Regions from separate parts of the Mus musculus genome. Here region 2 is linked to region 1. Evidence: chromatin contacts called from public HiChIP or PLAC-seq data. All regions are on one chromosome and are shown on one strand. The core of a region is the stretch at or near the end of the contact, and the rest is flanking DNA. Distances in the headings are between cores, read along the strand shown. Region 1 overlaps Col18a1 (collagen, type XVIII, alpha 1). Region 2 has its middle 11 kb from the start of Pttg1ip.

Region 1 (3,897 bases), core at 701-3,200:
AAGGAACGCACATTTTCGAAAATATGCCCCTTGGGCTTTGGTATTATGTGTAGGCAGCTTTTCCTTCGGCAAAGGGAAGGCGGGTTCCTGGGGTGGAACCCCAACCAAGGCCCTTTGATGGGCGCTGATCTCTGCATGCTTCGGAGGTCTCTGTGTGGGGCCAGCCCACAGCTCTCGCGATTCACGTGGGATGAAGCTGCCTGTCGCCGTCCAGTTCTTTCAGAGAACAGCTTGTTTGCCGAATGGCATTAGCAGATTTGCCTGCAGCTGGGAGATGCTCCACGCTGACCTGCAATGATTTCCAGATGGAAACCCAAGGCTCCTCAGGGTGGGGTCTGGGGCTGGGGCAGCCCACAAAGTGCTTGTTCAAAGTATAAAGAGTGGCGTGCTGGAAACCTTTATGGCTACATGGCATGGCCAAGACAGTTTTATTGTATTTTGCAGGATTATTTGTCAATAACTTGAGGGGTAGGACCAGTCCTTGCCAAGATCAGAGAGAAGCTAGGGTCTAGAGTCCAGATACAAACAGGAAAGCCAAGAAACACTGAAATCTCATTTAAGATCTATGAGGGCCTCACACAAGGAAGACCTTACAGATGAGGCCTCAGAAGACAGCAGGATCACAGGGACAGGCAGGGGTGGGGTGGTGGGGGCAGTGAGGGGTTGAGGCATGCACAGAAACTCTGGATTCCAGAGATAGGTCAAAGCTACAAAGTTGCTGTGAACCTCCACAGGTAAGACTGGGCTTCCTGAAGCTGCTCTAATAAGCCAGCAAGAATCCTTGGCTTAAGACAAGTACCCAGCTGGAAGCAGGAAATGTGTCCGACTGGCTACAGTAGTCAGGAAATGTAACAGGCAGGTTCCTGCTGGGAAAACCATTCTGGCTTTCCTAGACTCTGGAAGCCGCTCACTCACCCCTGTAATTCCTTGGCTCCGCTCTGAAGACTAGCATGGCGGGGAGTCCCTCAGGTTGAACTCCTCTTCTCCCTAAGAGAGCCCCAGGGGTTAGGCTACCTCGTATCCCTGGCTTCCAGGGTGAAGAGGTCGGCAGTGTCTTTTACATCCACCTGTAGATTAATTGCTGCTGTAAGGCTCAGCAACCATAGCTTCTGAGGATGGCAGGCCTCTTGGGTATTGTTCTCACGGAGGAAAAGACATTTCTGACCCATATGACATAGCTATGGCTCGGACAGAGCAAATTTACCTGGTTGGGTGGGTGGGAGGCCTGGGTTCTTCTCCAGCATTGGTGTAGAGGGAAAATCCACTCCCAGTGTGGAACATAGGGCAGAGTCACGCTGTTCTGTGCCTTGCTGTCCAGTTTCTGGGCTCCCCACCCTTCACCCCAGGACCCCCACTCATGGGGTTTGCATTACACGAAAGGGAAGTGTTTGCTACCCACCAGGAGACAGTATATAATACGTTATCATCTGTTTGTAGCTGTATGGTGCAGGACCAGGCAAGCACCTAGTGATGCAGACAGAGAAGAGGCTTAGAGGCTGCTGGTGGGACTGGAGCTGCCCACATAAGGGTGGCCTGACACCTCTGTAAAACAGGGCACCGTAGGGGACAGGCTCCATTTATGCCTATTGGCTCCTCTTGTGTGTTTGTGTGTGCGCGGGCGTGCGCTCATGTGCACACGAATGTAAGTAAGAGCAAAGGTGTGGACAGAGGTGCCATGTGCCGATTGTGGGCTGAGAAGTTATTCTCTCGCTCAGAGTTACTGTATATAAATTTCTTTCCTGATACAGTATCATACCACAAAGAGCTCCTTAGAAGAGCTTGCTTGCAAGTGGCTAAGGAAACTGGGTCTATGGCTCCCTCTAGTGGCTAAGGAAGCTGGATCTATGGCTCCCTCTGGTGGCCAGCACCTCGTCTGAGACCATGTCCTGACAGTCTTGGCTGCCAGACAAGTCCAGGCTTTAGCAGAATCAGAGTGTTTCCCTGGAGTGCCTGCCTTGGTGGACACACGGAGGCTGGCACACTCCAGGATGCCAGAGCCCGACTTTGAAGGGATCTCAGCAGTTACTCACCTTGGCAGCTCAGCTTTAAATCCTGTCGAGTGAATCATGGCCCGCATGAATCTGTATCCTCTGCAGTGTGGGTGAAAGTCAGAGAAAGGCTCTGGGAAACGTTTGAGTGAGAACCTGGGCCACTCACCTGTTTCTTTCCCCATGTCATCAGTAGCCCAGAGTTGGTGGGAAGCTGATCTGGGGTGCCACCTGGCTTCCAGGCTGCAGGAGATGGGGGGTGGGGGTGGGGGTAGTCCAGTCCTGCCGCACAGCTTGGTTTTTTGGCATCTCTGCTCTTCCCTAATTGCATTCCATGGATTCTGGGTAGAATTTATTGTGTTACTTGACCACATGCCACCTGGTGAGACAGCTGGGGAAGAGCCAGGAAGCCAGCTGCCAGGTGTGGCTTGGCGGGCCACAGGTGGGTTTCTGAGCTGCCATTGGGAGGAAGTGGATCAGGCTGGGGTCCAGAGCTGACAGAAGCTAGGGACCTTTGTCTCTCCCAATCCCCTGCTGCTGTGACCTCAGTGACATACTCAACTGGACTTGGGAGTCATCTCAAATTTTTCAAAGAATCTGATGGCAGGGTAGGAAATGAGAATAGATTGTTGGCCATGGGCCCGGGCACAGCGTGGCACCTCACTCTGGGGGGAAGGCTAGCCTTTCTTCCAGCTGTGCAAAAACAGAAATGGGCCCCCAGGGCGCAGATTCTCAAGGACCTTCACCCGCATTCTGGCCATGGGAATTTCCACCACCAGCTGTTGCCTGATGAAGGCAGAATTCTTCACCACAGATCCCAGACCTCCTGTGGTTGGTCACTTTCTAGCAAAGAGTTAGTGCCATCATATTCTCTCTCTCTCTCCCTCCCCCCTCTTTCTCTCTCTCTCTCCCTCTCTCCATGTCTCTCCACCTGATCTTTAAGCAGGCTTTCTCTAGGGAACTCTGAGGAGGGTGATATGTAGATCCAGGCTGAGCATCACTAGCCTCTGTTGAGTGAGTAGTGTCTTTCTTTCTTTCTTTCTTTCTTTCTTTCTTTCTTTCTTTCTTTCTTTCTTTCTTTCTTTCTTTCTTTCTTTCTTTCCTTCTTCATCACTAGCCTCTGTTGAGTGAGTAGTGTCTTTCTTTCTTTCTTTCTTTCTTTCTTTCTTTCTTTCTCTCTTTCTCCCTTTCTTTCTTTCCTTCCTTCCTTCCTTCCTTCCTTCCTTCCTTCCTTCCTTCTTTCCTTCTTTCCTTCTTTCCTTCTTTTGTTTGTTTTTGTTTTCTGAGACAGGGTTTCTCTGTGTAGCCCTGGCTGTCCTGGAACTCACTCTGTAGAGCAGGCTGGCCTTGAACTCAGAAATCTGCCTGCCTATGCCTCCCGAGTACTGGGATTAAAGGTGTGCACCACCATGCCCAGCCAGTGTTTCTTTTCTATCCCACATGGGCAGCCCTTGGCAGCAGCCCTGGGAGGGTACAGGTTTCTTCTAGAGGAGATGCTGTGGGCTCTTAAGGTCCGAGTAGCTCTCAGGCTTGTGGGGAGAGGTCTTGAGACTCCCTGGGGCCAGTTTGGCAATCTCAGAAGACAGAGGGGACCAGAGACAGAATCCTGGGATATACTGACACACTGTAATACCAGAGCTGTAAGGGATTGCTGGGGAAAGGCAAGAGACTAAAGAGAGAAGGCTGGAGAATGAGAAATGCCTCAGACCTGATGCTCTGGCATGGGTCTCCTGAACGATTGGCAGTGTGCAGATAGTCTCAAACAGCCACAGAAGTGTCCTTTAATGATTCGGTGACAGCGAAGTCCTCTATAGTCCTTCCCTACTCTTCCTGGCTCCGTTCTTGGCAGTGTGTTCTCTCTTTCCCTACAACTGAAGGAAGACAGGGAAAGCTCGCTGAGGTTCCAGTG
Region 2 (3,897 bases), core at 1,001-3,500, 440 kb before region 1:
TCAATCCTCCAGTAACCTTCCTGCAAAGGTCGGCTACCCTCTAGCAAGAGGACCTAGTTCCCGATCATTCTGGACAGCCACAGCAGCTCAGACCCTCCCCCTGGTGGTATAGAAAATCTGCTTGCTTTCCCACCATCTTGTTCTCTTCTCTCTGCCAAGGTCCCCAAGATGTCAGTTTAAGCCCCACAAAGGAAGGAAGAAAAACCTTCCTCTCTGTCCACAGAGTGATCTAGGTTGTTAGTTTCTCTGTGCCACTCTGATAGTTAAGAATGATGTTTGTTCTTCCAGAGGACCAAGGTTTGGCTCCCAATACCTACATGGCAGCTCACAACCTTCTGTAACTTTCCAAGAGATCTGATGCCCTTTTCTGGCTTCCACAGGCAGACTCATGATGCATATACGTGCAGGCAAAACATCCATATTCTCTCTCTCTCTCTCTCTCTCTCTCTCTCTCTCTCTCTCGCTCTCTCTGTGTATGTGTGTGTGTGTGTGTGTTGAGATTTAGTATGTTGTTATGTACTGTAGTGCTAAATTCTGGCCCTGGATGCCTCAGGAATGAGGAGATCCTCAGGTACACAAGTGATGCTATGTAACCTTGCTTCTTAATTTAAAATGGTTGGTTAATTAAAGATGCTGACAGCCTTCAGCGGGGCAGAAGAGAAGTAGGTGGAGCTTCCGTTGCTGGGTGTGAGGTCTGAGGTAGAGACCCTGGAGGGAGAGCAGAGAAGATGCCCTGGGGTATGAGGGCTGGCCTGGCAGAACGTGGCAAGTGATATCTCGGGGTTATTGACAGGGAAGTAGACAAATAGCTTCTTAGAGGGTAGATATCCGCTCAGCTGTAGTGCTGTTAAGACTTATCATAAAGCCGGGTGTGGTGGCACATGCCTTTAATCCCAGCACTCGGGAGGTAGAGGCAGGCAGATTTCTGAGTTCGAGGCCAGCATGGTCTACAAAGTGAGTTCCCGCACAGCCCCAGGGCTATACAGAGAAACCCTGTCTTGACATCCTCCCCCCCCCCAAATGACTTATCATAAATATAAAGGTTTTGTGTCTTTTATTTGGGAATTGAATGATCAAAGGTGGGGTAGAAACCCCCATTATTTTTTTTACTACAACAGTGTGTGTGTGTTTCAAGACGGGGCTCCTCTGTATAGCACTATATAGTATAGTATAGTGTATATACTCTGTATAGTACTATCTAAAACTCACTCTGAAGATCAGGCTAGTCTCAAACTCAGAGATCTGCTTGCCTCTGCCTCCTGACTGTTGGGATTAAAAACGTGCACGAGAGAGAGAGAGAGAGAGAGAGAGAGAGAGAGAGAGAGAGAGAGAGAAAGGAAGGCCTGTCCTGAGGGAGATGGCTGAATGGAATGGGTGAGACTGTTTGCTGCGCAATCATGAAGAATTGAGTTCAAATCCCCAGACCCATGCATATCAAGCCAGCTGTGCAAGGCGGCAGTACGTTGGTGAGAAGAAGCACCAAACATATATCCCATACGCACATGTGCACACACATACACACATACACATGCACATATGAACATACACACACAGAGCCCACATTCCTGCTTTAGACACATGGCAGTGAAGAAGGAGAAGGGCACCTGATGTGACCACACATATGACATCCACAGGTACCTCTTTGGGTGTTCAAGAGCTTCCATCCCAGGAATGACTCACAACATAGCCTGTGGTCCAGAAAGCACAGGCAATAAAGATGAGAGAAACAATGACCTGGAAGTCAGAGGATGCTTGCTTTCCCAAGGAGATGGTTAAAGAACTCAAGAGACACCGGTGGTGGGGTGGTGGCGCACACCTTTAATTCCAGCACTTGGGAAGCAGAGGCAGATGGATCTCTGAGCTTGAGGCCAGACACAGAATGGTGTCAGCTCGGGCAGTGTGGTAGTTGCACCCAAAAGCCACAGTAAAGTCTCTCACAGCCCAGCCCAGCCACATGGTATGGCTGCTACAGCTCAGCAGGTAAGGGAATTCTAGGCCCACATGTCAGAATTTCTGATACCTGAGTCATCTGCTGGGGATTTTCAGTTCTATTTGGTAGTATCTGTGTGACTGGTCTTTCATCAATGTGAGGACATTCCTTGGTTAGCCACAGAATTCCATTCCTACTACAGCTTGAAAAGTGGAAATTGGGACCTGTCTCCTGGCACATTTTGTCACCAGGTGCTTCTCTACCCGGCAAGCAAGCTGGGTAGGGACTTTGAACTCCCGGAGGGGAGGTTACAAGGGGTGGGGCTGGGGTCCAAGGGAGATCCAGGTCAGCAGAGCTCTGGGGCAAGGGAGGGGCTGTGCCCTGGGACAAAACCCAATCGGCTGGCTGGATTAAGCAAGAATGAAGAACCTGTTTCTCTGGTATTCGGGATGGCCTTGATGGGGCTGTGAGGGGTTGTTTGCTTCACTGGTTTGGGACCTGGTTTACACTTGGGTCCTTTAGGGCTCAGGAATTCAGAAAACTTGGTTCTCATCACAATCCTTCTGGGAGCCAGGCATCCAACGATTCCTGAACCTATGTATTTAGAACTATTTATTTTTACTTTATTATTTATAGGTGTGTGTAGGGCAATGGGCTACACACAGACAGCCTGGTTTCCAGCTGAGCCTAGGTCTTGAACCCTGGTGGTACCCGAGGGGTGGTAATTCCCACCCACATGGGACGGAAGATGTTCGATCATGTCTCCTGGACCCCTGACTCCTGTCGAAGTTACCGCCCCCACAGCCCCCACAGGAGAGGCATGTGGCTTCTAGCACATAGACAAAGTCCCAAGTTTCTGGCATTCTGGCTAGACTCCGCCCCACAGTTACCTAGCAACAGCAAGATAGCCAAGCCCACTATAAGAGGGTCTGCTTGGCCCCTCCTCACTCTCTTAAGCTTTCACCTTTCTTACTCTCTAGCTCTCTTCCTCTCTTCCCCCTTCTCTCCACGTGGGCATGGCCAGTCTCTCCCTTTCTCTTTCTACCTTCTCTCCTGTCTCCCTGCCTTTCTACAATAAAGCTCTAAAACCATAGACTATCTCTGACCGTCAAGGCCTGCCGTGCTTAAACGATGGGTTAAGCTTTCTCCTGACAAGCCTTGTCTAACCTCTCCACAGAAGGCCTTCTTATGCTGCAGCCACAGACCAGACTAAGGACTCTCGCCTGCATGGGAATCACCCAGTGCCCCCCTCTCTCCCTCCCTTAAATCCTGGGCTAAGTGCTGCCCCAGGGCCCCTATTCTGTTCTCAGCTCCTCTGCCATATCTCAGCTGGAGGCTGAGAACCTGGTACCGGGGGCTGCCCCTTGTCCACCACCTGCCCTGTGGGGGTCAGTGGCTTGATACATTCAGATGCCCACTTGGGGCCGTGTGGAAAGCGTGCGTAGTCCTCCCACGTCTGCCTGCCCAGAGCACCGGAACTCTGCGGGACGCGGACACTTTCCTACTCCCCTCTTCCCCTCCACCCACGGTCCCACAGGTGTGCATGCTTTGTGAGAGTATGCATCAGTGTGGAGGTCATGCCAGGAATCAGAAGAGGGAGACAGATTCCTCCCCCGTCCCATCTCCCCCTTCAGCTGGAGTTGTGAGCCTCCTAATGTGCTGGTCCTCTGGTAGGGTAAAAGATACTCTCAGTCACTGAAACATCTCTGTACCTATACTTTCAACAAGATGGAAGATGTCACTTGTTCAAGGTGCTGGATATGGACCCAGGCTTAGAGTTTCACTTCAGTTAAGTCCAAAGTGGCCCCCAGGCTCCGCCCCATAGTTACCTGGCAACAGCCAGGTGTGCCTGACTCACTATAAAAGGGGCTGCTTGCCTCCTCCTCTCTCTCTTGCTCTTTTGCTCTTCTTGCTCTCTTCCTTTGCTCCTGTACCCTTATCCTCTTCCCACTCCCCTCCTCCTCTCT

What was found. HiChIP or PLAC-seq counts read pairs in DNA pulled down with a chosen protein or histone mark.
Region 2: a contact with region 1 is called in an HNF4G HiChIP or PLAC-seq map of pancreatic cancer cells. The contact joins two enhancer-like sites. A contact is called at or near these places in 3 of 484 Hi-C or Micro-C datasets (B cells, cerebral cortex and reprogramming fibroblasts) and 3 of 115 datasets of contacts at active chromatin or transcription factors (astrocytes, embryonic stem cells and pancreatic cancer cells).

What each region holds. Positions count from the first base shown.
Region 1 is chr10:77,128,699-77,132,595 of GRCm38.p6, reverse strand. The region is part of intron 2 of Col18a1 (collagen, type XVIII, alpha 1); the gene reads left to right. Among named protein-coding and RNA genes, the nearest start is that of Col18a1, 36 kb to the left of the region's middle. Within about 2 kb of position 1,950, at least 77 of the 459 cell types and tissues checked have an H3K27ac peak or open chromatin away from gene starts, as enhancers often do. A contact at or near this core is called in pancreatic cancer cells, where this site is marked.
Region 2 is chr10:77,568,599-77,572,495 of GRCm38.p6, reverse strand. No RefSeq gene overlaps it. Among named protein-coding and RNA genes, the nearest start is that of Pttg1ip, 11 kb to the left of the region's middle. Within about 2 kb of position 2,250, at least 63 of the 459 cell types and tissues checked have an H3K27ac peak or open chromatin away from gene starts, as enhancers often do. A contact at or near this core is called in pancreatic cancer cells, where this site is marked.